2 separate regions of the Rattus norvegicus genome follow, and region 1 is linked to region 2. A link is a contact called in public Hi-C data. All regions are on one chromosome and are shown on one strand. The core of a region is the stretch at or near the end of the contact, and the rest is flanking DNA. Distances in the headings are between cores, read along the strand shown. Region 1 overlaps Dock8 (dedicator of cytokinesis 8). Region 2 holds the start of Zng1a (Zn regulated GTPase metalloprotein activator 1A).

Region 1 (3,353 bases), core at 240-2,739, 110 kb after region 2:
TATCAATATTGATCTATAATTTCCCATTTTATTGAACTATAATTTCCCATTTTATTGAGTGATTTAACTCCTGTCTGTTTTATTTTGATGTTCAAATGGTCTTCAGTTTGATTGGAGTCATTCTCTTTGACCCTTACATCTTTTTTTTTTTACATGTCCCCAGCAGTCATTGATGACATTCTTGCTCTCTGACACAAGATATTCTAGGAACTCTTAGATTTTCCCTTCCTCCTCCTGGAATTAGCTGTGGCTCTCAGAAGCCGAATGCTTTAGTGGACTGTGCTACTCAACAGCGGATGAACATGTGTTAGGTGTGCTCATATTTACTGAGGTGTTACTCCTCACATCCTGTCAGTGAACAGAGTGGAAACCATGAGCTCCTGTTGACACAGCCATCTGACTTCACAGCAATTGCTCTCGCATTCTCCCTTTGATATTTAAACCGCTTTATTTGGCAAAATATGGCTCCTGTGTCCACCATGTTTCTACTAAGTTGTCTAATCCTCCTATGTGTACCCATTTCCCATATTCTCCTCCACCCCAGTCAGCCTCCTCCTCCTATTCTGGTTCTGACGCCAGGCTTCCCATGCCTACCTAGATGAGCCTCTTCTTGCACTGACACAATACCAGGATGCCCCTTGGTACTTGGGGCCTTGTCACCGAGCCCAAGCCTGACACCTCATGTCGAGTGTCCCTTCTTATAATTGCTCCTTTGTTAGACTCGGGCTCAGTGGTGATCACGCTCCTGGCTGCCCAGGCTCAGATATCTGCCTTGCACCATTTGGGCTCCAGTTCACCCCTCTGTAAGGGCAGCACTCTCACAACCAATGCGTTTCCTACCCTATCCTGGATTCCAGTTCCAGCTCCGCTTTTCCCAGGCTGCCCTTTCCAATGCACCTTAAGGTTTTAACCTCGCTGTATAGGGAGAGGGGGAAAGATGGGGGAAGTGTTTGAGAAATGGGAAGGAAAGGAAGACGGAGAGAGAAGGGACAAGAGAGAAAAGGACACTATTATTCTCTGACCCTCACAATATACTCTTAAGGTGAACTGCGGTTGCCCCCCTTTCCACACCCGAGGAACCTGTGGCTCAGAGACATGAGGCCACCTGCCCAGATCTGTCTCTCTTGACGAAGTAATTCACAAGGAGCCAGCATCTAAGTTCAGGCCTCTCTCACTCAGCCAGATCCTGCCAGCTGCACACTCTGGCCTCTAAAGAGAATGCTTTCAAGAAGTCTTTGGTTTTGGGATGTTCCTGAGTGTGTAAAAAAGGTGTTTAAGACCGAGTTTGGCAAACGATGGCTGTATCCATTTCACGTGGACAGTTGTTCTCCCAGTCTGCCTATTTCCCCATCTTCCTCGTCTCTTCTTCACATGGGCTCAATGGGAACTTGGCTTTGTCTGAGTCAGTTGCCAGGGTGGGGTGACTAGGCTGAGATGCCTGTAGCCAGAGGCACTGAGCCAGCGGTCTCACTACCTACTCAGTGGTGACTCCTTCCATGCTGGCACTTCTGGAGTGAGTCACCTCTGCGCTTGCCAGCCCCTACCTCTCCCCAGCCAACACTACCCCTGCTTCCAAGAAGAACACTGAACACTGACTTTCTGAGATTTTTTAGGATGGGGAAGTGGATGCCAAAGGGTATGAGGAAGGGGAGAAAAGTTTTCTGACTCCAACATGGGCACAACAGTCTTACTGCTTTCCAAAGAACAAGTCCCCGAGGCTGAAGTGTGTGTGTGTGTGTGTGTGTGTGTGTGTGTGTGTGTGTGTCTGTGTGTCTGTGTCTGTGTCTGTGTCTGTGTCTGTGTCTGTGTCCTTGCTCATAAGTAAACACTCTTAGAAATAGATGTAATTTATAAGATGGTGGAAAAGGCAAGCTAGCAGAGTGTAGTCCTGGTTGCTAAGATAGCAACACCGTAAGTCTTTCAGCTGCTTCCCCAGTTGTTTGTTTGTCTGTTTTTTTTCTCTGTAACCCAAGTTTTCCTTGAGCTTATAACACTGAACCTTCTTCGGAGTCAGTTCTCTCTGGAGAGAATGGGTCCTAAAAAGTAACTGCAGACACCATCATGGAGAGTTAGAATAGATTCAGAGGGATTGGTGTTCGTATTTGGTCTTTATTTTTTTTTTCTGCTCCACATAGGGCATTAAAGATCTAATAACTACAGGCCTAGTGTATCCTCATTTGGGTCTAATTGCAAGACAACTCTTATTTGCCTATATTTGCCACTACTTTAATTTGATTATTTCCTCTTCCTGGGATATCAGACCACCCACCGTGTGGCCAAGTAGACATGGTGACTAGACCACTCTCAGCTTTACTTTTATCTTCTCAGTTATTTATTTGTGAGTTTAGCTGGTTAGGAACTGCTCACAGGGTGTGCCCAGAGGCTACAAGACAACCATGGAAGTTCCTCTCTCTTTCCCTTATTTGGGTTCCAGGGATCAAACTCAAGCCATAAGTCTTGGTGGCAAGCACCATTACCTATGAGCCACCTTGCTACCCACCTCGGGTTTCTTTTTTCCTTTACACACAAAGAAGGTCCTGCTATCCCCCTCCATGTGACTCCCTAGACTTGTTGGCTGAGAATAACTTTCAAGAAGTTGCCAGATGTCGATTATTTATAATTCACTCTTCATTTACTCAGAACAACTGAAACTAATACTCACTCTCTCTCTCTCTCTCTCTCTCTCTCTCTCTCTCTCTCTCTCTCTCTCACACACACACACACACACATTTCATTTTTGTTTTCAGATATTTAGGAACTCCAAGTAAGAAATTATTATAGTTGTTTTTCTTGATTTTTTTCTAAGTATTTATCCTTATTCATGTATGGCCATTTTCTTCTCTGTTAGTGCCTCATTCAGCCTGCTTTTTGCCCAGCCTTATTCCTTATTACAATAGATTGGGCCAGGCACAGAAATAGCCAAGTAGCACTGAAACTGGCCAGTCATAGTAACCCAGACTTAGAATAGTTGCCAGACTGCCCTTACAGAGAGCCTCCAGGCTTTTTGTCTCTTTTCCTCAAAAGCTTTTTTTTTTTTTTTTTTTTTTGTCTTCTGAGCAAGAGAAGCCCTGCCCTGGCTTCCCAGCCCAAGGTGCTGGGGCATCTCCTGCCTCCTTAACTAATACAGTGAACCATACCTTCAGTACCTGCTGCGTGTGCCTCTCTTCCTGCAATGTCCCTACCCTTTCAGAGACTTATAAAGGGCGTTTGAATCACTGCTGGCTTCCTATGGGTCTCTCTTTACCCATAGGCCATTTGAGCTGCCTAATAGACTCTAACCCATTCATGTCCCTTTACAGCCTGCACAGCAGTCTTTACAGTAAAAGCAGAAAGCACACAAATTAGGTGTGTGT
Region 2 (3,033 bases), core at 219-2,718:
GTTAGGAAGAAACACTGTTGGTGTTGCAGAAGGTTGGGAATCTCAGGAGCAGGATTTGAGAAGATGTTAGTGTTTGGACACGTTAAGTATGGAAATGTCTGTAAGACATTAAAAACTATACAGAAATGAAACCAAAGGATGGAAGCCAGAGAAATAGGTGCAAAAATATGAAAATGGAGGAGGCTAGTGGGACAGGGTTCCCAGTATTTCCAAAACAAAACAAAACCCAAACAAACAAAAACAAAAGGCAAAGGATGCAAACCGTGCCCTAGATTCAGTCAGTAACAAGGAGCTTCAGACCATTACCTATACTGTTCCTTTCACCTATCAGTAAGCAAAATGTAGAAAGGCAAAGGGGCAAGTCTGAAGTATACTCTTTGGACAAGGAATTTGCTCCGCTTCTACAGAGTAGCGTCTGAATCTAAAATGTTATTTCTTTATAAAAATGAAGCCCAAGTAAAATCTAGAATAGCCTTGGTCTGACTCTAGAAGGGACAAAACTGGTGGTGTGGAGGCACCACCAGTTTTGATTTCTTAGTCGTATATAAAGGGTGTACCAACATCCAGTTTGTTTGTTGCAACACACAGGAACGAGAGTACCACTTGATTCATATTTTTTTCCACAATTTTTATTTTTCTACATTTCTAGTCACTTATTTGTTGTTCCCCTCTGTTAACTGTAATGCTTTAAAAGGATATTTGTAAACGTTTGCATAGAAAAAAAGCACATGAACTGTCCTTCAGAAAACTGCAACATGTTCGCAAATATATGTGTTTTCATGTATCCCCTGTGTGTCCTCAAGACCCCAGCTTAGGAAAGTTTTCAAAACAAAGGTCTTGTTCTAAGTCAATCTCTTACAGTGTTTTGCAAGCAGCCCTCAAAATGGGAGGTGGGTAGTTTAGGACAGTAAATACATATTACTAATGGCTGGAAGAGTTTGATTCCTATGAAATGCAATCCACTAAGCAAGGTGTAAAACAATGTACAGACCGCACCTTTGTTTTCCTTTCCTTTTCTTGATCAGGGCATCCTTTAATAACAATAGACCGTTTTGCTTTGTTTTGTTTTGTTTTTCAGATGAGAAAACTCGGGTGATTTTTATTATTTCCATTCTAAACTGAGGGGAGATGAGCTTCACAAATGTAAGACAACTTATCAAAGAGGCCACAAAATTAAAAGGTGAGTCTGGGTTTCAAAACCGCCTCTGAAAATGCTAGGAGAGAGGCCCCAGCCCCTACGTCGAAGATTCGTCCACGGCCAGGAGGCCCGGGTGCCTGAAGAGACACGGCAGCCCCCCGTTAATTACCTAAATACCCGGTGACAATTGTGACTGGAATCTTAATGATGAAGTCAAGATTTTCTTCTTTTTCTTGGTGCTTGGTCTCAATGGGGACCAATTCGGGACAATCCTCCGCGTACTCTTCTTCCGCCTCCACGGTTTTCATAGCAGGTAACATGCTGCCGGCAGTACACCACCCCTCAGCTAAAAAGCTGCCGCCAGTCGCACTTCCGCGACAGGATTCGGTCGGCGCGGGGCTGATGGCGTCACCACAACGCGTCGCCTAGCATGACTCTAAGGAACAGCCGGCCCTCCAGCCACGCAACAACGGAAGCTAGACACGCTTTCCCGGGGAGGCACGCCCCTACGCAGAGATAGACACGCCCCCAAGCACAATGGCACGCCCCCTATAGAGCGAGACACACCCCCGAGTCAAACTGCACTTGACTGTTAGGACGCTAGGAGCTCCCATGCCTCGAAGTTGTAGTGGGCTCCAGCAGTTAGCTACTATCTTTTGTTAGGGCTGAGGCAACACCGGTTAGGACTTGGGCAGCTTCACCACAGAACAGACTTTCTCAAGTTGACATATTTTATTCTCATGAAGTCCACCTTTTTTCATTCACATGGAAAAAGAGTGATTATGAAGTCATGCTGTAAACTGTAACCTTTCTCATTTACTTGGATATAAGGTAAACTCACATCATTAATTGTATTTGTTGATTCATACTATTCTCATTAGTCTCTGGACTCCTTTGTATTTGTTTATAGTGGACTCCTTGACAGTTCCCCTAACCTAAAAACATTAAGTTGCACCTCTTCTCCCCCAGCCTAGCATACTAGCTACAATCGTGAATTGGGATCTGCTTGGGAATGCTGAACATTCCTTTATGTGTTTATTATGGCTTGTCCTTATACACATGCACATAAATAATGTTGACCATTGTTTGTTTCTCAATTTCAAAAAAAAAAAAAAAGAGTACCATTCTACCATTCAATGTATAATCTCTTGGGGCTTGCTGGATTTCCAGCTTCACTACTGAATTTCCTGTCAATTGTTATCAGGTGTTGCTGTTTTGTTTCCTTTTGAAACATTCATGCACTTTCCCAACAACATAAGAGATCACCTTGGTGTAGTGCTGGTACTAGCAGATATTAATCTTTTACCAGTTAAATACAAAATAGTACCTCAGTGTGATCATCAGTTGCATTTCCTTGGATTTGAACAAGACTGAGCAACTTTTTATGTGTTTTGGCCATATTGAATTTCAGGCCTTAAGAGGGGCTAGCAAGGATTGCTGTGTGGGCATCAGATCCCGTCACAGATGGTTGTGAGCCAGTTAGTGCTCGTAAATGCCGAGCCATCTCTCCAGACTCACGAAACAAGGTTTTAATCAGTTATATACTTTGGATGTTCAGTGTACTCCAAACACCCATCGACTGATAGACAAACCAATTGTGATATATCTAGACTGGGAAAATTAATTGGTGAGGAACAGGTACAAAGTACTGGTGACCTGCTACCTAAGCATATCTCAAAGGCATGCTAAAATATAAAGACATTCATAAAGACTATACATTCTGCAAGTCCATTAATATCGTTTGTCCACGACAGGCAAATCTAGAGATACAGAAAACAGGTTAGTGACTCCTACAAACTAGGGGTTTAATAAATAGTCCCTGCTAGTAGGCATCATTCGTTTTTAGGGTAGTAAAAAGTGTTCTAAACTTGATTATCATTATGGTAGAAGAACTC

The links. A called contact is a pair of places that touch in the nucleus more often than the background predicts.
Region 1: a contact with region 2 is called in a Hi-C map of the A7r5 cell line, with 4 times the contacts expected there. The contact joins the enhancer-like site here to the promoter of Zng1a in region 2. A contact is called at or near these places in 5 of 12 Hi-C or Micro-C datasets (the A7r5 cell line, kidney, liver and 1 more).

Annotation. Positions count from the first base shown.
Region 1 is chr1:232,142,767-232,146,119 of GRCr8, forward strand. All of the region lies in intron 4 of Dock8 (dedicator of cytokinesis 8), which reads left to right. Among named protein-coding and RNA genes, the nearest start is that of Dock8, 69 kb to the left of the region's middle. Within about 2 kb of position 1,490, at least 14 of the 93 cell types and tissues checked have an H3K27ac peak or open chromatin away from gene starts, as enhancers often do. A contact at or near this core is called in the A7r5 cell line, where this site is marked.
Region 2 is chr1:232,035,475-232,038,507 of GRCr8, forward strand. It overlaps Zng1a (Zn regulated GTPase metalloprotein activator 1A), which reads right to left and starts at 1,469. Exons shown (of 15, transcript NM_133535.2): 1 at 1,308-1,469. The coding sequence starts at 1,458. It overlaps LOC102556915 (a long non-coding RNA gene), which reads left to right and starts at 1,569. Exons shown (of 4, transcript XR_010061227.1): 1 at 1,569-1,969.